4 separate regions of the Mus musculus genome follow, and regions 1, 2 and 3 are each linked to region 4. The links are chromatin contacts, called in public promoter capture Hi-C maps. All regions are on one chromosome and are shown on one strand. The core of a region is the stretch at or near the end of the contact, and the rest is flanking DNA. Distances in the headings are between cores, read along the strand shown. Region 1 holds the start of Rbms2 (RNA binding motif, single stranded interacting protein 2). Region 2 holds the start of Stat2 (signal transducer and activator of transcription 2). Region 3 holds the start of Coq10a (coenzyme Q10A). Region 4 holds the start of Mettl1 (methyltransferase like 1).

Region 1 (6,236 bases), core at 871-3,370, 1.1 Mb before region 4:
TATGTGTGTGTGTGTTGGTGAGTGTATACTATAGCACATACGGTGGTCAGAGGACAAATTTCAGGAGTAGGTTCTTCTCCCTTGTACCCCGTGGGTCCCAGGAATTAATCCAGATCTTTCAGCACCTTTACCTGCTGAACTATCATGTGAAAAAAAGTATAGCCTAGGCTGGCCTTTTCCCTCAAGCTCTGCAGTGGATCCTACGGTCACTGGTCACTCTGTGGCCTTGGCTGGCCTCAGGCTTTTGGTGATCTTTCTTCATACATGCTGGAGTTCCAGCTTTAAGCAGTGTATCACCATCCCTAGGCCATGCTTTTTCTTCTTCTTATTATTATTATTTGTTTTTTGAGACAGGGTTTCTCTGTATTATTATTAATTAATTAATTAATTAATTACTTTTTTCTCTTTCTTTTAAAAGATTTATTTATTAGAATAAGTTCACTGTAGCTGTCTTCAAACGCACCAGAAGAGGGTATCAGATCTCATTATGGGTGGTTGTGAGCCACCATGTGGTTGCTGGGATTTGAACTCAGTACCTTTGGAAGAGCAGTAGGTGCTCTTACCCACTGAACCATCTCACCAGCCCTATTAATTTTAAGATACTTTTTTTTTAAAGATTTATTTATTTATTTATTTATTTATTTATTATATGTAAGTACACTGTAGCTGTCTTCAGACACTCCAGAAGAGGGCGTCAGATTTCATTACGGATGGTTGTGAGCCACCATGTGGTTGCTGGGATTTGAACTCGGGACCTTCGGAAAAGCAGTTGGCACTCTTAACCACTGAGCCATCTCGCCAGCTCCAAGATACTTTTTTTTTAATGTTAAAAAAATTAGCTTGGCAGTGGGGGTGCACACCTTTGATCCCAGCATTTGGGAGGCAGGGGTAGGCAGATATCCAGGCCAGCCTGGTCTACAGAGTGAGTTCCAGAACATTCAGGGCTACACAGAGAAACCCTGTCTCAAAAAATAAAAAATAAAACATTGTGTGTGTATGTGTGTCTCTGTGTGTGTTTTGTGTACTTATGTATGTGTATATACGTATGCATGTGTATATGATGGGGGGGGGGAGTGGGAGAGGGAGAGAGAGCACACATGTGTGAGCATGCTGGTATCCATGGAAGCTAGTGGCCATAGAGGTGACTGTGAGTCACCTCATGTGGATGCTGGGAATCAGCTGTGCTCTCCTGGAGTAGCAGCCATGCTCTTAACCCCTGAGCCAGCTCTCCAGACTCCAAAATCTTTCTTACTGCATCAAGATCACCCTAATATAAGCTGGGCCTGGGCGTGGTGGTGCACACCTTTAATCCCAGTACTCGGGAGGCAGAGGCAGGTGGATTTCTGAGTTCGAGGCCAGCCTGGTCTACAAAGTGAGTTCCAGGACTGCCAGGGCTACACAGAGAAACCCTGTCTCAAAAACCAAAAAAAAAAAAAAAAAAAATCACCCTAATATAAACTAGTCTGAGCTCTGAGCTCTCACACACGGTATTGCCATATAGTCTTCTTTCCATGCTCTGGGAGGCAGTCAAGATGGTCCTTTTACACTAAGCTTGATGTCTTTAAATATATATATATATATATATATATACTATTTCATTTATTTCTTTTTGTATGTGCATATGTGGGCATGCCACATTGGGTGCTGGGGTCGGGGGAGAAAAATTTTTGGTAGCTGGTTCTCTCCTTCTACCATGTAGATCTGGGAACTGAGCATAGGCCTGGCAACTTACTAAGACATTTTTCAGGCCAAGTTTGAAATCTTGTAGCTGAGATCTCAGGGAAAGAAAGCTTCAAATCAAAACAAAACAACAACAAAAACCATTGTCTTTTATTAATAATAGGTTAATTGTCTTTTCATAATAATCAGAACTTGTTCATGGAGAAACAGGGTTACATTTGAAAAGGATTAGACCTAAGAATTCTTCTTTCTAGCTTGAACTAAGCCTATGAAAACCAAAACCAAAACAGAACATCCCGGGCATTAGGACCCAGTGGAAGTGGCTCGTTCTGACTTTGGGTTAACTTCTCTCAGTGACGTAAGGAGCAGACCTAGCTCATTCTTCCCCGCAGGCCCCCCCCCCACTCCCTCTCTCTCTCTTGCGTGCTCCTTTTCTCCTCTTTCTCCTCCCCCTCCCTTCTCCCTTCCCTCCCTCTTTCCCTCCCTTCCTCTCTCCCTCTCCTTTCCCCCTCCCCTCCTCCCTCCCTCTTTCTCCCTCCCTTTCCTTCACTCTCTTCTTTCTCTCTCTCAGCTCCGTAACAGTAAAGAAAAAATGCTGCTATCAGTGACTTCCAGGCCTGGGATTTCGACTTTTGGCTATAACAAGAACAACAAGAAGGTAGGAAAAAAGTGCTTTTGGGGAATCAGCTACTTCCTTTCCTAGGGATCCAGGAGCGCCCTTGGTTTTAGAATTCTCCTTTAAGAGGGGAACGAGATTCCTCTGTCCCCCTTCAGCGCCTCTCCTTCCACCGCGTCTTTCCTGCCTTTTTGCACCTGGTTCTGGAGTTAAAGGAATTTAGAGCAGAAGTTTGTGAGGCTGGAGGAGGCAGCGGAATAAAAACAACCAACTTTGCAAGTTTGTATCTTCTGAAACGAAGTTAGTCTGCCTGTCTGCTGCTGCGCCCATGGTCCCGGGGATAGTCTGACAACTCAGACCTTGTCCCTAGGCTCACACCCGGCAAGATTATTTTATCATTTTGGTTAATTGCATCCACCCTTACCCCCACCTCACTTCGCTTTTTACTCAACCCACCAGATAGCAGAAAAATTACAGGTAGTTTGAGAGGTCTCAAGGCTCATCAAGAATTAAGTGTGTGCTTCTAGACGAGAGACCCTACCCCACCCCACCCATCCTGGCAGAGGAATTTGGGGAGATAACATGCTTTGGGATTAAGGCAGAAAGCTCTGTGATTCTTTGGGTCATGCCTTTTGAGAGGATACTTGGAACCCTGCAGATAGCCAGGCTTAGCAAGGATCCCTGGAGTCTTTATGATTAACCCCTGGCTGCCTGAGGAGTTAAGGTATGTTTGAGTGAATGAACAGCCTGGAGAGAGATAGACAGGCTTGCCCACATTTGCCAGAGAGTATCCTTGGCAGTTTCTTGGCATTTTGTGGTATGCAATGCTGGAGGAGGAGCTTTGAGCCATAGCAGGAAGACTTTTTGGTCTCTTTTGAGCATTACAGCTGTTCTTTAAGAAAACACGTGGTGCAGAGATCTATGCTTGTTTGATGGAATGTTGGAGGTGGGGAGAGATTCATATCCTCGTGGACCTGAAAAGACCATTTCAGAGACTCGAATACTAGTATCTCATCAGGGCAGTACTCTGGTGGGTAGTTTATGTGGTTTTCATTCTGTTTATGTGCTTAAGAAAGAAAGCTCTACAGCCAGGTGATGGTGCAAGCCTTTAAATCTAGTACCCAGGAAGCAGAGGCAGTCCAATCTCTAAGTTCAACACCGGCCTGGACTACAAGCAAGTTCCAGGACAGCCAGAGCTACAGAGAGAAACCCTGTGTCAAAAAACAAACAAAAACAAAAAAAGAAATGAAGCTCTATGCATATTTTTGATTACACACATATACAAACATTATATTATATATTTCAATAGGTATTAACTGATGCCCTTCTAATATATATATATGCATATATATATATGTTATATGTGTATATATGTATATATAATTCATTTTATATGTATGTGTGTTTGAAAGGGAACATTCCACCTATCTTTATTCTCCTCAGCTCTTTATAGTACTGTATACAAGTTTCATTCTCATTTTCTATTAGTTTTGGGTTTTGAGACATGGTCTCCGTCTTTGCTCCAAGTTGGCCTAAAACTCACTCTGTAGCCCAGGCTGGTCACAGGATCACAGATATGAATGAGCCATTGCCTCTTATCTTTTTCTTTCTTTCTTTCTTTCTTTCTTTCTTTCTTTCTTTCTTTCTTTCTTTCTTTCTTTCTTTCTTTCTTTCTCTTCCTTCCTTCCTTCCTTCCTTCCTTCCTTCCTTCCTTCCTTCCTTTTCTTCTTCTTCTTCTTCTTCTTCTTCTTCTTCTTCTTCTTCTTCTTCTTCTTCTTCTTCTTCTTCTTCTTCTTCTTCTTCTTCTTCTTTTTGGTTTTTTGAGACAGGGTTTCTCTGTATAGCCCTGGCTGTCCTGGAACTCACTCTGTAGACCAGGCTGGCCTCGAACTCAGAAATCCACCTGTCTCTGCCTCCTAAGTGCTAGCCTTCCTTTCTTTCTAATTTGGTTTTATTATGTAGCCCAACTGGCCCTCAAACTTGTAATCCTCCTGGCTCAGCCTTCCCAGGGCTCCTACTACACAGCCTCTTCTGATTCTTTTTCCCCTCCAAGTTTCTCAGGATACCCATTAGAATAAAAGGAAATGGATTTTCTCTTTCAGGTTGTTATGTATTTGAATATATCTAAAATATTTTCTCAGTTCTCCTTTCCCTTTGGAGTATGGGGGATGTCTAAGATTTAGTTTCCTTCTTTTTTTTCTTTTTGTTTTTTTGTTGATGCTGATGCTGGGGATGGAACGTGTGGCCTTGCACATGCACTTGGTGACTAAGCCAACAGCCAGATGTTTAGATTGTAAGTGTAGGAGAACTTGGGGACCAAGAGATAGGACTGCAGATTTCAACTTAATCTCATATCTCTTCCTGATAATTTATAAGGTCTGGGAAACAGTTCAGGAAATACTGTCTTTGGATAGGGTAGGAGTGGGAGCAGCTGCATAGTCACTAATTGTATTTGCCAAGAAGACCTTGGGGGATGGTGGGATGGCCCTGTGGGTGAAAGCAATTGTCGTTTCAAGCCCCAGGTCCCATGGTTGAAGGAGAAAGTCACTCCCTTCCTGAAATTTGTCCTGCTGTCTGCACACACAGTGTGGCATTGTGTACTCACTCAGAGAGATACACTAATGATAGCAAGAATAAAAAAATAAGTAATTAAAAAAAGCCTCTGGGGGTCTGTCAGGATGACTTAGATGGCAAAGGTCGTGCCTTCAAGCCTGAGTCCTATCTCGGGACCTATATTAGGTAGGAGACTCCCACAAGTTGTCCTCTGACCCCTACATGCACACAATAAATTAAAGTGTTAAGTGGAGAAAGCATTCTTTGGATTCTTACAAGCCAATGTTCTGAAACATCTAAGGAAGCCATATTTGCACTTTGTGCATATTGTGGCTGTGCACAAGACTGATGCTGTGTGTGTGTATGGGCTTGTGAACTTAGGGTACATGAACTGAAAGGGCTATGTTGCTCTCCATCTTGCTGTTGACACAGAGAGTTTGGTGCCTTTGTTCTTGTTTCAGAGAAGTGTTTCAATGTATTTTCTCATGTAAATCTGTGCTTTTGGGGGTGGGAGTGCGCTGGTCTTGTACATTTTTGATTCTTTGTATCCCTGGTTGGCTTGAAACTTACTCTGTAGCTGTGTATACCAAGCTGCTTTCAACTGCTCAATCTTCCTGCTTCAGTCTTCAGTTTCCCAAAATTATAGGCCAGTATCACCATGCAAAGCAATTCATGCTTTTTTTTTTTAAATGTATATGAGTGTTTTGTCCGCAGTTATGTCTGCATACCACACATGTGCCTGGTGCCCTTGGAGGCTAGACAGGGTGTTAAATCCCCTGAAACTGGAGTTATAGACAGTAGTGAACTGCTGTGTGATGGGAACCCAACCTGCATGCTCTGAAAGAACAGCCAGTGTTCTTAACTGCTGAGCCATCTCTCCAGCCCAATTTGTGCACTTTTAAACCTAAAGTTAAACATTGTAAAGATTCTGGGCTGGGCATGGTGGTCTTCTGTGAGTTCAAGGCCAGCCTGGTTTACATAGAGAGAACTAGTCTCAAGGAAAACAAGCAAGCAGCCTGGACAAGTAGTTTACTCCTTTGATCCCGGGCTAAGGGAGGCAGAGGCAGGTAGGTGGGTCTCTGAGTTCCAGGCCACACGGTCTACAGAGTGAGTTTTAGGACAGTCAGGGAAACCCTGTCTTGAAACACCAAAAGGATCTTTTGCTAATTTTTAGTGATAAATCTAAAATGTACACTGTAAAATTAAAAAGAAAAAAATCTGTCAAAGCCCTGTAGTTTCCCACTCAAATCCGACTCCTGGAGGGAAATGAGTGACATTAATTTGCTGTGCATGTTCTTTCAGGTGTTTCTTCCTGTTGTGACAGTGTTAATGTAGGTGTGGTGGCGGCACACAAGCCAGTGATCTCAGCACTTGGGAGGCAGAGGCA
Region 2 (6,236 bases), core at 65-2,564, 1.2 Mb before region 4:
TCTCCATAGCCCTGATCCAATCTCTCTTCAAACAAAATGTTTGTTTTCATTTTAGCTTTCTTGCAATCCTTGATCCTCGTGCCTTACTCTCTGTGAAAGCTTTGGTTGAGCTACAGCTCCAAACGGGTACTTGACTCTTTAAATTATATGCCTGTATTGCTTCTAAGAAACAAAAACTTGACGGGTGGTGTTGGTGCACACCTTTAATCCCAGCTCTTGGGAGGAAGAGGCAGGTGGATCTTTGAGTTTCCAGGACAGGAGGGCTACACAGAGAAACCCTGTCTCAACCCTCACACCCAAAGTCTGCCTAAGTGAACTAACTGCACGTAGGCTATAGGGGCTGCAACAAAGTACTTTCTCTAGTTGGCTTCACTCTCCGATATCAGTTTTGCACTGAATAAGGTTTTCTGAAATAAACTAGACTTTGTGTGTAACCTTAAGCAAACAGTTTCACCTCTAGGACTATAGTTTATATGTATTATATGTATATAATATATATATATACATATGTGTATATATATATATTATACAAACACACACACATAATGATCAAGGATGTCTTTCTTATTTATTTATTTATTTGTGCAAGGATCAAAAATTATGTAAAGGGCCTCGAGAGATGGCTCCATGGTTAAGAGCACTGGCTGCTCTTCCAGAGGACCTGGGTTCGGTTCCCAGCCCCCACATGGCTGCTCACAACCATCTTAACTCCAGTCCTAGTAAATTCGGCCCTCTTCTGGCCAATTCAGGCACGCACCTAGTACATAAACACAACATGCATACAAATTTTAAAAATATAATAAGGAAGCAAACAAATAAGTAAATAGATTCGCAGAGCAGAGGTTAAAGCTTTGGCTTATGACAAGGATCATAATGGGTACATAGAGCAGCTGCAAGGGTTGCGGAGGAGTTTTGGAAGGAAGTCGACAGGGTTGAGAAGTAGAACTGTGCAGCGGTGCAGCATCCTGCAGGGTGTTCGACTTCAGCCAGAGAGCAGAAGCCTTGTCTACAGGGGCATCACCCGGGGCAGCAGCCCTTCCCGGGAACCGGCTGGCACCTCCGCCCCGCTCCGCACACCCTTTCGGGGCCTGTACCTTCTGAGGGTCCAGTGCCGCTCCTTCCAGTGCTCTCGCTGCAACTTCCAATTCTCCAAGCGGTTCAAGGACCCGTTTTCCACCCTCCCCCGACTCCGGCGGACCAAGATAGCGAACAGCGGAATGGGTCACCCGGCTGGCGGAATGGATCACCCGGCTGTGGACGCTCGGCGTTCCGGGATCGGTGGGGCGACCGAAAGCTTAGCCACGCCCTCCCCGCGTGTCACTCTCATTGGCTGAAACACAACCCCGTTCAGCGCTGGGCTGGACAAGCTGCTTGAAACCACACCGCCGACTTCAGTGATTGGCGGAGAGGGAGAAGCTCGTTAGTGCCCGCTCCCGCCCCCCTAGTCGGGCGGAGCCCAACTAAAGTCTTAGCCAGGAATTCTAGCAGCTGATTTACCCGAACCGAACCGTGAGTTCTAGGGAAAGGAAACTGAAACCAGGGTGCGTGAAGGCACCTAGGACTCCATAGAAAGGGTGGGACCTGCGTCCCTTAGGATAGGGAGGGAAGAGCTGAGGTAATAAGGTATTTTTGAGGATATGAATGATAAATACTGTGGGTTCATGATAACGCTTTTTAATTTCTATAATCACTTGTTCAGGTGGAAGTTAGCCAGCCCCATTAGAGTGTAAAAATCTAAGTTTCAAGAAGGAAATTACTGGCAAGCGATGACAGTATCCCAAACCATCCACCCACCCATCCATCCATCTACACTTCTCTTGTCAGAATTTTCCACTTATTGGTTGTTTTGTTACTATCTCTTGTACGCCAAGACACCATAGTTCTTTAATAAAGGCCACTCCCAGTTAGAAGTTGTACTTTCAACTTCTGACACAAAATTAGACATGGCTATTTCTTCCACAACACCGATATCTGTGGTGGCATCCTTTCCGGTCTCTGGCTGATGGGTGGTCACCTCTGGCTGAGGGGTGGTCACCTCTTTCTCATCATAATAATACTGGATCAGCCGCTGAACCCCAGCCTTCATCGCTGGCTTAAGAGCAGCCGTGATCACCGCACCAGCTGGGCCCCCTGACGCGCCTACCATGGCCATCAAGAGATCATAACCCAGATCTATGGCCCCATCTCGACCTCGTTCCTTGGCCTTGTCAGAGCAGTTCTTAATGGCGTAATACAAAGCTGTGCCTAGGTTGTAGTAGGTGCCTACTGCTGGTAGTAGGTCAACCACATTGTGGACACTCTGTTCCTGATCATTGTCGCAGTCTGTGTTGGAAATCGAACGTTTGGCCCTCTTTGGACCTGGCTGCTCCCAGGCTAAGAGCTGCAGAGCAGAGGACAGGGCATCCACAGACACTTCCCGGTCTGTGTGTCCACTCTTCTGGAGCTCCTGGAGATGGTGGATGAGGGCTTGTGTAGCCTCCACACCTCCTAATCGGTAAAGCTGAAGCTGAAGAGCCCAGACCTCAGCCTGGCAGCCAGCTGCCTCCAGAGCATTCCTTAGAGCCAGGCCTACCAGGAATTTGGAGACAGGGGGCATGTAAGTGAAGCCAGGCAGGGACTTGGGGAGCAGCATCTGGCAGGACAAGGGCTTGTCTGAGGTCTGCATCTGGTATCCCAACTTCGAGGGAGGGAGCACCGTAGAGACACTGGTTGCCTCTCCGTGTGAAGTGGCATCCACAGGACACAGCAGGAGATAGCAAAGCAGCTGGATTGACATCAGGATGAGTCGGAGGCTATGCATGTCAGGAGCTGAGCACCCTGGAAAAAGGGAGAACCCCAAAACATGCAGACCATGTCTTTGAAGGTTATAGTCTGCAGGGAGCCCAAGATTCAGGGAACCCCCAATCTACCACCTACCTCCAAGCTTATGTTCTGTTTAGCAAAGGGGTAAGGATATGGGAAGTGCAGCACAATTTCTGTCATTTCTAGGTCAGAGTGACCTCCCCATTTAATGCCCACCCACTTATGGGGGACCCAGATTACCATACAGTCCGGCCATTGAGAAGTAAGAGTCCCTGGGTAGCTTCGGTAGTTCCACAATCCTGCTCCTGTTTCTCTGCCCTATGAATAGGAGAGATATTTGGGGCTGCTGAGGTGAAAGGGGCTGGGCCAATTGCTAGAGCAAACCCATCAGCCCCTGTGGTGCAGATGAGGCTCCCAATGTTGACATTGGCCAGGGCCTTTGCAAATAAGCCAGGGACAGAAAGGTTCAACAGTGAGGACATTGATCTTATCTTCCATGAAGGTCACCTGGCTTTAATTTGGGACAAGGACAGAGTCTACTGAGGACTGCCACGTTTAGACGGCTGGGCTGTATCGATACTCACCAGACGGTCTTCAGAGACTTCAAATCCACTGGCACATCTTCATCCATGTTATTTTGTTGTGTCTTTTGTGAAGACTTTTTTTTTTTTTTTTCCGAGACAGGGTTTCTCTGTGTGGTCCTGGCTGTCCTGGAACTTACTCTGTAGACCAGGCTGTCCTTGAACTCAGAAATCTGCCTACCTTTTTGTGGAGATTTGTTTGTTGTTATTTTATGTGCCTGAGTGTTTTTCCAGTGTTTCTGTAAGTGCACTGCAGGCGCCCAATGCCCAAGGAGGGCGTTGGATTCCCTGGAACCAGAGTTACAGAGGGTTGTAAGCTGCTCTGTGAGTGCTAGGAATTGAACCTGGGTCATGTGCAAAAACAGCCAGTGCTCTTAACCACTAACCCAGCTCTCCAGCCCTTTCACCCATATTTTTAAAAGTTGTGGATCCGGCTGGTGGTGGTCCCGCACCTTGAGTCCCAGCATCCAGGAAACAGAGGTAGATCTCTGAGTTTGAGGCCTATTCAAACTGGTCTACAAAGCAAATTCCAGGACAGCTAGGGCTACACAGAAGAAACCCTGTTTTGAAAAACAAACAAAAAAGTTTGTGAGGCCACTCAGCAAGAGGGGAGTCATGCTTGGTAGGGAAACCTAGCCAACTACATAGATCTAGTGAGGTATAGATCTGGAAGGAAAACCTACACACAGCATATGACTACACAGCATAATCCCTAACGATGCCTAAATACTTGTCCTTTTGTTTGTTTGTTTGGGGTTTTTGTTTGTTTGTTTGTTTTTTTCGAGACAGGGTTTCTCTGTATAGCCCTCGCTGTCCTGGAACTCACTCTGTAGACCAGGCTGAACTCAGAAATCTGCCTGCCTCTGCCTCCTCAAGTGCTGGGATTAAAGGCATGGGCCACCACAAACCGGCGTCCTTTTTTTTTTTTTTTTTTTTTTTAATTTTAAGATTTTTCTTTTTTTAATATGAGTACACTGCAGTTGTCTTCAGACACACCAGAAGAGGTCACTGGATTCCATTACAGATGATCGTGAGCTACCATGTGGTTGTTGGGAATTGAACTCAGGACCTCTGAAAGAGCAGTCGGTGCTCTTAACCACTGAGCCATCTCTCCAGCCCTAAATATTTGTCCTTAAAGCCACAGGTATCCATAGTCCTCTTCTCTCATGGAGGAGACTTCTCTTTGCAGATGGAGACCACTAGAGAAAATCGTAGTCGATCAAAATGCAGAGTCGTGGAGTCCAGTCTCCATGGATGATACATCTGTAAAACACACCTAAGGCTCAGGGAACGTTGCAAAACTCGGTGGAAAGATCATAAGGACCACATGGTCAGCGAGTTTGCTGTGAGATTGTGTCTCCTAGAAATGTCCTCTGACTTCCACATCTGTGCCCTGACCCAGGCATGCATGCGTGTGCACACATAGATGTCAGGGGGGGGGGGGAGGGAGGGGAGAGAGAGAGAGAATTGCTTTTAAATGGTTCTAAGGTGATGAAACAATTTTTTTAAAAAGTGGCATAAACTGGCAACAAAAATTTAAAAAGTATTTATTTTAAAATATTTTAAGAATAAACTCTTAGGCTGGGCAGACAAGGCTATACAGAGAAACACTGTCTCGGAAAAAAAAAAGAAAGAAGGAAAGAAAGAAAGAAAGATAAAAAAAAAAGCAATCACTCAATCAACACCAAAACCCAACACACACACATACCCACACACTCACACACTCACAACTGGCAGTGTAGGTTTTGGTGGAGTGCTTGATTAGCATGCTGGAGACCCTGTGTTTGAGCCCTACACTACATAAAGCATACATGGTAGCACACAGCTAGAATCCCAGCTCCTGGGAGAGAGAGGCAGGATTAAAGATGTGTGCCACGGCACCCTGCAGAACTGACTATATTTTAAAATGTAAGCAGGCAGGCCTGGTGTGGTGTCCCATACCTTTAATCCCAACACTGGAGAGAGAGGCAGAGGCAGGCAGGTCTCTGTGAGCTCGAGACCATTCTCTTCTCCTTTACACATCAAATTCCAGGCCAGCCAGGGATATGTAGCCTGTCTCTCCCCATCCCCAGAAAAAGGAGTTGTTTATGCCATCATCCTTATAATTTGTTTTTCTCTCCCTTCCATCTCTCCCTTCTTCCTCTCCTCCACTGTCTTTTCATTTACTTCATTGTTGTTGTGATCATCTTGAGAGAAGGTCTTCCTCTGCAGTCCAAGGTGACCTTGCCCCAGCTGTGGTGACCCATGTCTTTCTTCTTTGTTCAAGCATTGCAGTCAGGCAGGCCACTGTTTCCATTTCTCATAGACAATTTATCATTATCTTCTTTCTTTTTTAAAATAAATGACATTTGTTTTTATTCTATGTGCTTTAGTGTTTTGTCTGCATGTGTGTCTGGGTGAGGGTGTCATATCTTTTAGAGTTACAGACAGTTGTGAGCTGCCGTGTGCATGCTGGTAATTGAACCTGGGTCCTCTGGAAGAGCAGTCAGTGATTTTTTTTTTTAAGATTTATTTATTTCATTTATATGAGTACACTGTAGCCATCCTCAGACACACCAGAAGAGGGCATCGGTTCCCATTACAGATGGTTGTAAGCCACCATGTGATTGCTGGGAATTGAACTCAGGACCTCTGGAAGAGCAGTCAGTGCTCTTAACAGCTTAATCTTAATCTTTATTTATTTATTTATTTATTTACTTATTTATTATATGTAAGTACACTGTAGCTGTCTTCAGACACTCCAGAAGAGGGAGTCAGATCTCATTGTACAGATGGTTGTGAGCCACCATGTGGTTGCTGGGATTTGAACAAGGGACCTTTGAATGAGCAGTCAGTGCTCTCAACCGCTGAGCC
Region 3 (5,770 bases), core at 2,946-5,445, 1.3 Mb before region 4:
GGAGGTAGAGATGGGAGCGTCAGAAGTTCAAGGTCAGCCTTGACATTCAGGTCAGCTTAGACTACAAAGTGAGTTCCAGGACAGCCAGGGCTATACAGAGAAACCCTGTCTTGGGAAAAAAAAAATCAGAAATTGCTGGGTGTGGAGGCTCAGCATTTGGGAATACTGCCTGCTTTTCCAGAGGACCTGGGTTCAAGTCCCAGTATCCACACAGAGGCTTAAAACATGACAGGCAGGGGCTGGTGAAATGGCTCAGTGGGTAAGAGCACCCGACTGCTCTTCCGAAGGTCCAAAGTTCAAATCCCAGCAACCACATGGTGGCTCACAACCATCTGTAACATGATCTGATGCCCTCTTCTGGTGTGTCTGAAGACAGCTACAGTGTACTTACATATAATAAATAAATAAATCTTAAAAAAAAAAAGTTCACTGAAAAAAAAAAAAAACAAAACATGACAGGCCCTCCAGACCTTAGTACAACCAACTCCATGATGGAAGTATCATTCAATCCAGAAAATTTGGCACACAGATAGTTTACTTGCCAAAATGAAAATAAAGGGCTTAATCCATCAAAGTCTATAGTTCTGGGCAAGTCCCTAAATATGCTAACTTTGCTTTTTGGCTTTTGTATTCCCCCCCCCCTAACTTTTCTGGTTAACTGAAGTATGTCAACCAGGACATAGTTTCTGCGCTTTAAAAGATCACCCTGAGGGCTGGTGAGATGGCTCAGCGGGTAAGAGCACTGACTGCTCTTCAGAAGGTCCTGAGTTCAAATCCCACAACCACATGGTGGCTCACAGTTCCGTAATCTGTAATGGGATCTGGCGCCCTCTTCTGGTGTGTCTGAATACAGCTACAGTGTACTTATTTGTAATAATAAATAACTCTTTGGGTCAGAGAGAGCAGGCTTGACAGGAGCGGGCAGAGGTCCTAAATTCAATCCCCAACAACCACATGAAGGATCACCTGTATAGCTACAGTCTGCCCATATACATAAAAATAAATAAATCTTTTTAAAAAATCACCCTGAGAAAGACTAGGAGTAACACTGGAATCCAGACACCCAGTGTAGCTGCCAACCGGCTAATAAAGACTTTCTATTGGCTTAAACCTATGACTGAGTAGTCTTCTCTGATGGGTACCCCACAACGATAACAAATGTAAATATTCAGCCGGGCGTGGTGGCGCACACCTTTAGTCCCAGCACTCAGGAGGCAGAGGCAGGCGGATTTCTGAGTTCGAGGCCAGCCTGGTCTACAAAGTGAGCTCCAGGACAGCCAGGGCTATACAGAGAAACCTTGTCTCGAAAACAAACAAACAAACAAACAAACAAACAAAAAAACAAATGTAAATACTCAGTATATATACTTTACCATACTAACTGGTCAGTAGGTAGAAACTTAGAAGTTTCAGCTTAACTGTGTATGGTGGCAAATACCTTTAGCCCCAGCATGTGGAAGGCAAAGGCAGGCAGATCTCTGAGGGTTTGAGGCCACCCTGGCCTATGTAGGAAGTTCCTGGACAGCCTGGGCTAAGTAGAGAAACCCTGACTCAAAACGAACAAATAAGTTATAGTCAAGTATGGCAACACAAGCCAGTAACCTCAGCACTCGTGAAGCGGGATATCAGGAGTTCAAGGTCAGCCTTGCTTAGTTAAATTATGAGTTTGAAGAAAGCCTGGCCTATATGAGACCTTATCTCAAAACCAAACAAAAGGTTTTATTTTACTTTTTATGTATACGAGTGTTCTACCTGTAGGTATGCCTACATGCCAGAAGAGAGCATCAGATCCCATTATAGATGGTTGTCAGCCACCATGTGGTTTCTGGGAACTGAACTCCGGACCTCTGGAAGAGCAGCCAGTGCTCTTAACCTCTGAGTCATCTCTCCAGCTCCCAAACAAAAGTTTTTTGTTTGTGTTTTTAAAGAAAAGTTATGGCAAGTGTCTCTTTTTGAAATGTTTGCAGCCCAGGAAGTATAACACAACACATAAAACAAGGAGAAGATATACGATACATGCTTATTTTTATGAAATCCGGTATTCAGAGCAGTACTGATATGGGTTCAGTCAAGAGAGTCTTCCTGGAGGAGGTGTTCTGAAGTCAGTACTTAAAAGAAGTTATTGGTGTAAAATGTCAGGAGGACAACAAGAGGTGAGGAGAATGAACTAGGGAAGGATTAAATGGGAGTAATTAGCTATTTAATTACTTGGAGAACAGCAAGCACATTGGTTTTGTAGGGCTCCTGGGCCTTAGGGCTTCTGAGGCAGTTAACTCTGTTAAGGTGGTGTTAATGAGGTCACAGTTCAGCCATATATCCCAGTTAACTTCCCTCTTTTGCCCAACCTTACTCCTCACTCCGAGCAGCTGTCTCAGACGTCAGAGGAGGTGGGTTCAGACTAGAGACTGAAGCTGGAAGGAGTAGGCTGCCCTTCAAGGTCATACGCAGAAGGAACACCACCTTTGAACTGGAAGGAAGGGAAGGGACGTGGGAATGAGGACACAGCAGGCTCTCTCTGAAGAGCTTGGAAGGAAAAGTGTTAGAAATGCACTCATTCTGCATCTGGAGGTTTCATGCTCTCGTGTGTGTGTGTGTGTGTGTGTGTGTGTGTGTGTGTGCATGAGAATGAGTATGTGTGTGTGCATGGTGTGTGTGTGAGAATGTGTATGTGTGTGAGTGTATAAATGTGAATGTGTGTGTGTGCATGAGAATGTGTATGTATGTTTATGGTGTGTGTGTGGGTGTGGGAGACGCACATGTGTGTTGTGTGATGTGTGTTTAGCTGGTTCTCTCCATGGGGGCGGGGGGGGGGGGGGGAGTCCTGAGGATTGAATTCAGAGCAAACTGGGTGGCAAGCACCCCTACCCACTGAGCCATCTGGCTAGCCTCGTCTTGACTCTGAGTCTATGACCTTATTTGTGTAAAGCATTTGACTTGTATCACAATGTAGCTTTGATTGCCTGTCTTCTTCCTGCCAGCACATTTCCTTTGTCAGGCAAAGCTCGAATCAATGTGGGGAGCTTTAACCCAGCGTAGGGAAAGCAGAGCTTGCTCTGTGACAGTCGGGAGAATTTTGCTTGCTCTTGCACCCGTCTAGGCTAATCTCTTTCTAATTTGTAGTTTATTTCTCTTCTCTCTTTTTCCTTTGGTCATACTTTTCCCAAGAGCGCTTGTTTTTTCCTTGAATCCTGGGACGTAGTATTCACCTTTGGGCTTTCTGCCTGTGATGTCTCGTCCTCCATTGAGTACACATTTTTCCCCGACAGTGATGGTGCTTTTTTCTAAAAGTAAATTTTGGCTAGTAGTAGCTCACACCTGTAATTCCAGCAACTGGGAAGTGGCAGCAAGAAGGTGCATATGAGTTCAAGGTCAGTGCAGGTTACAGAGCAAGATCATGACACCCCAAAGCCCTCCTGGAGAGCATGCATGTCTGTAATCTCAGCAGCTAAGAGTCAGGACGATATCCAAGAGTTCCAGGGCAACCAAGCTTATATAGCGAGGGCGTCTCAAAGAACAAACAAACCATGTCTTATGTTTGGTTTGGTCTGACAGTAGGGCTTGCTTCTTGTTTAGAGCTGGCTACTCTAAAACTGGGTAGGTAGCCCAGGCTGGCCTGGAACTCGTGGCAACCCTCCTGCTTCTGCCTCAGACTTCTTTCCATAAATATTAGGGAGGAAATTCTGCTCCTAGGGACGTTCATGAAGGAGCACTGCAAATTCAAGGCCTGAATTGTCTTGTCTCGAATAACGAGAAGGGGAGGAAGGGGGAAGGGCGTGTAGATCTAGGAGAGATTATACAAGTCAGCCCAGAACTTGCAAAGTTAATATCCTTTTCCAAAGACATAAACCGGCAGCAGGCACTGCAAAGGCCAGTAGGATGAAAAGAGCCTCTCCTTCTAAAGGGCTCTGAGAAACGTTCCTCTGGACATCGACAGCCATCTGCCGTTGACACGCCCACGACGTCGCCTCTGCGTCTACGTATCAGGTCCTGTGACCACAGACTCGCCAAGTAGTTTGTGCCAGGCGATCTCGCTCCCCCGAGCCATCTCTGCAGCTCCTCCGACACGCACCCAGCGCCCTTTCTTTCACGCCAGAGGTGTCAAAGAAACTACATCTCCCGACAGGCAGCGTTGTCCCTTCCTTCCTCGCGCTCCCTCCTCCCGATCCCTGGCAACGGCGTGACGTGAGGGGACCCAGAGCTGCGGTCACCGCTTCAGTGACAGCCTATCCGGCGCGCGGGCCGGAGCAGGGCGAAGGCAGCCGGAGCTCGCGCCGCCCTTCCTGCCCGGCCTCCCCTACAGCTCGCCGCCGCCGGGAGTGCCAGGCAGGGGCGCGCGCATGGCCTCTGCGGGCGCGCGGAGGCTCCCGGCCCCGACGCGCGCGGCCGCCCGGAGCTGCTGCGGCTTCTCGCTCTGCCGGGGCGCGCGCTCCGTCCCGACCCCGCCCCCGGGCCCTCCGCGGCCGCCGCGTCCAATGAGGTGAGAGGCAGGCACAGACGTCCGCGCAGGACCGGAGGGGGTCGCCCGGCACCCCGAAGTTCAGCGGTGGAGGGTGGCAGCCCTTAGACGGCAGGCCGGAGAAGGGCTGGCATTGGTGGTGCCCTGGGAGTTCGAATGGAGTTCTGGAGATACGCGTACAAGCTAGATGCTCGGGGCGGGTGCGTGCCAGCCACTTCTTGGCCTTCGCCGGCGTTCTGGCTTTGATGTGCCTGGCCTGACCCTGGCGTCAGAGATGCTTCAGTTTGCTTGCAGCAGTAGTGTTGCCTCAAAGGCAGCTGGCACTTAGGACGTGCCCTTCTTTTTCCCATCCCCACCCCTGGCCCTGTCCTCAGCCGCCCTCGACCTTTCGCACTCGTGACTGCCTGGCCAGCCAGCCCAGCTAGCTGCAGCAGGTGCTAGGGGCAGAAAAGCTTGCCCGAACCAACGACCTTCCTCTGTGATGCATCCCTCTTCCCCTTCACCTGAAGTGGTTGAATACAAAAAAAGAATCGTGACGCTGCCTCTCCTTTCTTTTTGGCGCTAGGTTTCTGATTTCCTGTAATCTCTTCTTGCCTCGCGCTGCCCAGGCCTTGGCAGCGGAGGCTGGCCTACCTCATAGTCGTTCCTTCATGGGCTTTGCTGCCCCCTTTACCAACAAGCGAAAGGCTTACTCGGAGCGTAGGATCATGGGGTGAGCATTCCTTTTTTTCCCCTTCAAATAAATAACCATGTACCAGTAGTGGGTAAGATTCATATTGGGCCACTTGTCTCCCCAGCAACGTTTTCGCTGCCAGCCTTTCAACCTAAATTTCCCACCTTAGTTGTTCTGCACGTGTATTAGTCTAGAATTGTGTTACATCATAGAAAGGTAACCGACTAGGTAGTACAGCCTGTAATCTAAGCTTGAAGCTTCCACGGACTACATAGCCAGAGCTGCATCATAGGTATCTCACACACACACATTTTGAGACAGGCTCTCACATAGCCTAGGGTTGGCCTTGAACTTGATATACAGTCAAGAAGACTTTGAACTTATATCTTGCCTCCACCTACCTCCCTAGAGCTGAGATTATAGACATGTGCCACCATGCTGCTGTTTTTCTGCAGTGCTGGGGATTGAACATGCTAAGAAACCACTTATTACAGGACTTAATTAAGTCACAGCTTTTTGTTATTGTTGTTTGAGCCAAGGTCTCAAGACATACCTCTGGGTATCTACCTTGGAACTATGTAGTCTAGGCTGGGCTAAAACTCAGAGATCTGCCTGCTTCTGCCTCCTAAGCACTGGGACTA
Region 4 (6,546 bases), core at 1,868-4,367:
TCGGTGACGGTGTACACCAGGCCCTGGATGAGCGACAGTGTTGGAGACAGGGCTGCATGCAGCCGAGCAACGAGGTGATGACGCTGATCGTGCTACTGCTTAGCTGTGCCTCCCCCAGGCTGAATTCTCAGGGAAGAGCCCCGGGCAGGCCACCCACAGCATCTCCCCTCCTCACTCACCCCGACTCTCAGCACGTAGGCATACTCTGCCAGAAGCGTAGGGCTGATGATTCTCCATTTATGCTTCGTTCGCTTAAAGTGTGGGTCCGGGAAGAGGAAGAACATCTTTGCCAGCTGTGGGACAGATGTTCACCAATGGGATTGTCCATCTGTGAATGCCCAGCTCCACCTCTACCTGCCGACCAGCCTAACCCACCCGGCTGCTCCCCAGGCTGCACCTGGCCCTTGCGGAAGAAATTAGGAAGGTGTTTCATGGCGTTACTTCGGAGACAGGCGATGTTCTGGAATCCGCCCCCGGGAGCTGCACGGAGGGCCCGAATCCTGTCCTGCACATAGTCCGACACCTTCACCCGAATCTCCAGACCCAGAATCAGGGTATCTGGGAAGAGCGGTGACAGTGCCACTGGGGATAGAGACATCAAGGGGACCATCAGTGTCACATTTTGAGGAAGTACAGAGAGGTTAAACAGGAAAGAGAATTTTCATTTGTAGATATCTAAGTCAGGAGTGGGGCAGAGATACCCATATCTTGCAGAGATTTTCTTCGGAAGAGAAAGAAAAAACACTGTCACACTGTCCCAGGAGCACCGTGTGGTGGCTCATGCCTTTAATCCAAAAAACTGGAAGTAGGGAATGGGAGACAGAAGCAGGCAAATCTCTGTGAGTTCAAGGTCGGCCTGTCTGATGTAGGATGTTCCAGATCAGACAGGGCTTCATAGTGAAACCCTGTTTCAAAAAATAAAATAACCAACAACAAGACAAGATCTGTCAAACAGATAGAATAAAAGGGCAGGAATTACAGGCCGGTGATGTCACTACGTAGCTTGCTTTCTTTTCTTTTCTTTCCTTCTTTTTTTTTTTTTTTTCCTGAGACAGGGTTTCCTTGGTTGTCCTAGAACACAATTTGTAGACCAGGCTACCCTTGAATTCAGAGGTCCAACTGCCTCTGCCTCCCAAGTGCTGGGATCAAAGGCGTGCATCACCACTGCCCAGCATCATTTGGTCTTTATAACACTCTCTGGTACAGTGTGAAGGTTGGGGAAACTGAGGGTCAGAAATGCTAAGACCATACAATTAACCAGGGGGGCAGCACTAACATGAACCAAAGTCTTCAGTCTCCACACACCACGCTCCACCGCTCTGACACACTGTTACCTGTCTATAGGGAAGATGTGAACATAGACCAGTGGCTTGACATGCATGCTCTGGAAAACAAATGTAACAGGAACTCCAGACCATGAGAGGGTGGAGCAGAATGTGTTCTGGTGAGAGAAGGGGTAGGAGAGGGAAGGTGGTGGAATCCCCGAGAAAGACGGTTCAGGATCAGTGGCCACTGGAGCTGATCTCTGACGCTTGTGCTGACCCGGCTCACTGACCCAGCACAAGGCAGTGGAATGGCTCACGGAGGGACTGGAGCCACTGGAGCTAGACAGAACAACCGGGGTTCTCAGATACATCTGAGGCAGCCCCCTCCCTCCTCCAGGGCAAAGGCCACAGACCCAGAGTAGAAGGAAGGTGGAGGCTCTCCACACTGATGTCACTGCTGTCTGGTCCCAGGAGGAAAGGTCAACTAATCCTGCCTCTAACCTGCTGAGATGGCAGAACCCAGGCCTCTCCCTGTCCCAAGAAAAGGGCCAGCTTATTACCTAACAAGCCACCATAGCCACAGCCTATGTCTGCAAACTCCACTTGGGCCCCAGAGTGCTTTTCTTTCTCATCCTTTGGATCATCATGGCTCTTATTTTGAATAAGCGGAGCAAAGAACTCTGGGTAAAGCTCAGACCAGTCCATTTCCTCTGGCTTCACAGGGCTATTAGAAAGAAGACATGAGACACATGAGACTGTTGTACATACCAGTGCAGACATTTTGTGTAAGAGTTGGGGGGGGGGTGGTAGGCTTAGAAAAAAACTCTGCATGCAGGGACCATGTGGTATGTAGAAGGTGTAATGGGAAGTCCCCTGGCTTCTAGGGTGTGAATCAGTCCCATCATGAGGCTATGGCTGCAGATCTGCCAAGTTCTTCTGGGTACTGATGTGTGTAAGGTTTTCCCAGAGACTGACTGCCTAAGGCACTGGAGCACTACTTTGTTTATGTATATTTTAAAATTTTTATTTACCCGTGTATTTTGCATTTTATGTGTATGAGTGTTCAGTCTTCATGCACACCAGGAGAGGCAATCAGATCCCATTAGAAGTGGTTTCCAGCCACCATGTGATTGCTGGGGCCTCTGGAAGAGCAGTCAAGCGCTCTTAACCACTGAGGCATCTCTCCAGCCCTCTTTGTTTATGTATTTTGTGTGGCGAGGATGGAACAAGGAGTGGCCAGGAGTGTGTATATATGTTTATCTTTTTATAAATTAAAAAACCCAAATCGGAGCCGGGTGTAGTGGTGCACACCCTCAGGAGGCAGAGGAAGCTGTATCTCTGTGAGTTCGAGGCCAGCCTGATCTACAAAGTGAGTGCCAGGACAACTAGGGCTACACAGAGAAACCCTGTCTCCAAAATCCAAACCAAATTAAAAAGAAAAACCGGAAGGTGGAAATGACAACTTGCTTCGCTTCATTTTGGCAATAGTTTTTCCCCCCTCTTCCTAGATCTGGCTGGCAAGTCCACCCAGACTTTAAGTCTCCAACACCGCGACCCCTCCCAGCCGGCCAACTCCGCCTTCTGCCCAATCTCCCTAAGCCATCCTCAGCTGACGTGTCACCCGGACAACCCTCCCCGCTCCATCGCAAGTCCTAGCGGTGGCCCCTGCGCGACCGCCTTCCCTCCCTCCCGGACCCCGCCGGGCCCGCTCACTAGCGCAGTGTGTGGTCTGCCATGGGGTTGGAGTGGGCGCGCTGCCGGTAGTAGCGCTTCTGCGGCTGGGGGGCTTCGGCTCCCGCCATCATGCCACGCAGTCCACGTGGAGAGCCGAGCTCGCGGCGCGAGGTGATGACGCAGCCCGCGGACCGCCAGCGGGCCCCGCCTTTTAAAGAGCGAAGAGCAAATTCTGTAGCACCGTAGGGAAAGGACCCTGAAGGGAGTGGGAGGGGAAACCTGCGCCCTGCTATTGCTAACCGTGCTTTGGGGAGGCCAGCTCCGGGCACCCCGCATCCTCCCTTGGGTCGTTCTGGCCTAGTCTGGGTTCTCAAATGCCCACAGGTACCTGTGCGCCCCACAGGTGAGCGGGATGTGAGGGACCCGCCTCTGACAGTAAACTCAAGCATCATTTCTTCTCTCTCCGGGTGGTCTCAAACCAAGTCTGGCCCGTATGGTGTTGTGTGGGTCCTGTTCTGTGTGCGCCAGGTACCCGGGCTCGGGGGTCATCCCCATCCATCTCTAGGAAGTCCAGCTGGAGGAAGGAGAGCGAACTGGGGAGGCGGGGCCCGGTGCCTGGGAGCAGCCCATATGGCTGGCAGTCCCCAGCCTCAACCCCGCACCGATAGAGGGGATCCGAGCGCTGGCCGGGGTGCTCGGGGACTCTATCTGCCGGATGGCCAGCTCTCGCACCGATCCGGAAACTGAGCCCGAATCCGTGTTCCCACGGGAGATCCGGCTCTTCACAGACTCTTACTCAGAGAGCAGCCGGTTCTGCTTCTGTGGGCACGAGCTGAGCATCACGCAGAACTTTGGGTCGCGCCTTGGGGTGGCGGCACGCGTGTGGGATGCGGTGAGGAATGGGCTGCCCTAAGTGAGGGTCCCTGAGAGGTCCAGTCCCCGGACCCCGGCTCTCCCATATGGAGACACCGTTCTGACAGTTTCCCACTTTCTTTTTCCCTTCCTCATAGGCTCTGAGCCTGTGTGACTATTTCGAGAGTCAAAATGTGGATTTTCGAGGCAAGAAGGTGATCGAACTGGGCGCGGGGACGGGCATCGTGGGAATCTTGGCGGCGCTGCAGGGTGCGTGAGCTGGCATTGCGGCGGGAGGAGGGGAGCTGGAGTGTGGAGAAGTGAGGACGTGGATTCCTGGGGGTGGGTAGAACTCAGCTCAGTTCTTTCCTTTTAACAAACCTCTATTCTCCTGCAAGGCAGACAGCGCTGACGAGTGTTCAGAACACTCAAGCTAGTTGGCTTCAGGGTACCTGAAACAAATAAGATAGGCTTTCCGTGAAAAAAAAAAAAAACTGGAGATGCTCTTTCGCTAAAATGCTTGCATGGATTTTCTGAAGGAGAGACCTAGGACAGTGAACCTCATCAAAGATTTGTAGCTTTGTTATGTTAGGATCTTTTAAATATCTTTTTCTTTCCTTTCTTTTTTTTGGGTGTGTGTGTGTGTGTGGGTAGGGGGTGTGGGTGTGGTTTTGTAGTCTGGTTGAGACAGGCTCTCTTGTTGTCCAGGCTGGCCTAAAACTCATTACGTAGAGATTAGCCTTGAATTCCTGCCTGGTCCTCCTGTCTTACTTTTTCCTAGTGCTGGGATTATAGGTGTGTGCTACCGTACTGCAATAGAGCCTAGGGTTTTTAATACTAGAAGAAGCAAGGTTATGAATTTTGAAGGACCCGAGTGTGAATATATATATGGGTGGTAATTGGTAATTAAGCAGCTGAGACCTGGGAAAGGAAAAGGTCAGGGAAATTGTGCTTCACTTTGAGCAAAAACCTACAAAAGCTTCTTGCCTAGTGATCTAAGTCGTGTAAACCAGATGTCCTTATTTGTAGGAACAGAAGTGGGTCACATCAAGGGCAGTCTTTGCAGAGGCAGACATTAATTCTTATATTTATTCCTTCAGTCAGTCAATATGTATTCTCTGTGTGCCAAGGAACTTGTAGTCTATCGAGGGACAATGTGGGAAGATGCTACGGAACATACATGATGGTGAGGTCTGGGTAGCATGGCTGTGCTCTCACTAGCTACCTTGAGGGCTGAGCAGTCCATCAAGGGGAAGCACAGGCAGATGAGTTGGAGGAAGGCGGCTGGATGGGAGTGAGCAAGTTACATGAAAAGCAAAGGAGCCAAGTGGAGTGGTTCATGCCTGTAATCCCAGCATGCAGGAATTAGGGGTGTCTCGGTAAAGTCAAGGCTAGCCTGGGCTACGGAGTAAGACCCCATTTCAGGTAGGAAGGGAGGGAAGGAGGCAAAGGGGAAAGGTGTGTGTCTGTGTCTGTGTGTATGTATGCCTGTGTACATGTATGTATATGTGTTTGTGGGTATATGTGTGTATGTGCATGTATGTATGTGGATATAGGTACATGTGTGTGTATGTATATGTGTGTGTGGATGTAGGTATATGTGTGTGTATGTGCATGTTTGTATATGTGTTTATGTGTGTTTGGTATGTATGTGTATATGTGTTTATGTGTGTTTGGTATGTATGTGTGTGTATGTATGTGCATGTGTATATGTGCATATGTCTGCGTCTATGTGTGTATGTGTGTGTCTGTTTCTTTTCTGTGTGTGTATATGTGAGCATTTGTGTGTGTATGGTATGTATGTGTGTATGTGCATGTGTATGTGTGTATATTTATGTCTTTGTGTGTCTATGTGTGTATGTGTTTGTGTATATGTGCATGTGTATATGTGTGTATGTGTATATGCCTGTGTGTATCCATGTGTTTGTGTGTGTGTGTATGTGAGAGAGAGAGAGAGAGAGAGAGAGAACACCTGTCTTCACTTACTGCCATAAGAGCTGCTGCTTTTGTGCCCTGTTTAGTCGCCAAGTCTGGGGTCTGGGTGTAATCTATTCTCTGACTTTGTATCCCAGGATTCAGCTGACCCTGGGATGCCTTCTCAACACTTGCATGTCTGTCCCTTCCTTGTCCCACCATACTTAGTCTTCCATTACCGATTCTTGCACTGATTTTCATAGGTGTCTTCATGGTTCTCTGTGGAGAGATTAGCAACTCTCAAGCTGACCTGGTGCTCTTCCCCCAGCCAAGCCGTCTCTCCTTGGGCTTTCCCTTCATGAAGTCACAGCCACCCATGGGGATTTTCTTGTGTTTTTTCCCACTACTCTCTTGGCTGCCCAGCCTGAGCCACCATCATCCATCATCTCTTGCTTAGACTATAATAAGTAGTCAAACTGGTTGGTCTTCTTGTTTCCAGTTCTGGCCCCCACCTAGATCCTGGCTCACACCACCCTACAATCAGAATGGTTTTTTTCAAAATGGCTACCATCATTATCACACCCCACCCCCTCTGGAGCCTTGCTACTTTCCAACAGCCTGCCTCCTTCTCTAGCCTCTTTCTGAGCCTCTCCCCTCCTATTCTCCTTGTGTAATCTGCTGGCCTTCAGTCCTTTCTAAAAACTTTCTTTGATGTCCCCTTCCTTAGGGACTTCATGGGGGCTGCACTTTGCGTTTGAAACAGTGTTACTGCCTCCTTAGTGCAAATGTATTTTCCATTGCTAGGTTCAAACAGCCCTTTGAAGGGAAGGCTTTACACACA

The links. Promoter capture Hi-C pulls out the DNA fragments that hold promoters and counts their contacts.
Region 1: a promoter capture Hi-C map of pre-B cells shows a contact between it and region 4, with 4 times the contacts expected there. The contact joins the promoter of Rbms2 here to the promoter of Mettl1 in region 4. A contact is called at or near these places in 4 of 39 promoter capture datasets (embryonic stem cells, frontonasal cranial neural crest, hippocampal neurons and 1 more), 1 of 484 Hi-C or Micro-C datasets (B cells) and 1 of 115 datasets of contacts at active chromatin or transcription factors (embryonic stem cells).
Region 2: a promoter capture Hi-C map of hematopoietic stem and progenitor cells shows a contact between it and region 4, with 2.9 times the contacts expected there. The contact joins the promoter of Stat2 here to the promoter of Mettl1 in region 4. A contact is called at or near these places in 2 of 39 promoter capture datasets (the C10 cell line and hematopoietic stem and progenitor cells).
Region 3: a promoter capture Hi-C map of hippocampal neurons shows a contact between it and region 4, with 5 times the contacts expected there. The contact joins the promoter of Coq10a here to the promoter of Mettl1 in region 4. A contact is called at or near these places in 7 of 39 promoter capture datasets (the C10 cell line, cranial neural crest, embryonic stem cells and 4 more), 1 of 115 datasets of contacts at active chromatin or transcription factors (acute myeloid leukemia) and 2 of 9 other capture datasets (adipose tissue and liver).

The regions. Positions count from the first base shown.
Region 1 is chr10:128,172,452-128,178,687 of GRCm38.p6, reverse strand. It overlaps Rbms2 (RNA binding motif, single stranded interacting protein 2), which reads left to right and starts at 2,120. Exons shown (of 13, transcript NM_019711.2): 1 at 2,120-2,338. The coding sequence starts at 2,273.
Region 2 is chr10:128,265,576-128,271,811 of GRCm38.p6, reverse strand. It overlaps Stat2 (signal transducer and activator of transcription 2), which reads right to left and starts at 1,314. Exons shown (of 24, transcript NM_019963.2): 1 at 1,095-1,314. It overlaps Apof (apolipoprotein F), which reads right to left and starts at 3,113. Exons shown (of 2, transcript NM_133997.3): 1 at 3,043-3,113; 2 at 562-2,817. The coding sequence starts at 2,800. The coding sequence ends at 1,853.
Region 3 is chr10:128,367,405-128,373,174 of GRCm38.p6, reverse strand. Coq10a (coenzyme Q10A) reads left to right here and starts at 4,195. Exons shown (of 5, transcript NM_001374700.1): 1 at 4,195-4,477; 2 at 5,022-5,168. The coding sequence starts at 4,338.
Region 4 is chr10:127,038,503-127,045,048 of GRCm38.p6, reverse strand. It overlaps Mettl1 (methyltransferase like 1), which reads right to left and starts at 3,117. Exons shown (of 6, transcript NM_010792.1): 1 at 2,979-3,117; 2 at 1,826-1,989; 3 at 398-582; 4 at 180-293; 5 at 1-23. The coding sequence starts at 3,070. Eef1akmt3 (EEF1A lysine methyltransferase 3) reads left to right here and starts at 3,655. Exons shown (of 3, transcript NM_001205036.1): 1 at 3,655-3,831; 2 at 3,950-4,061. The coding sequence starts at 3,655.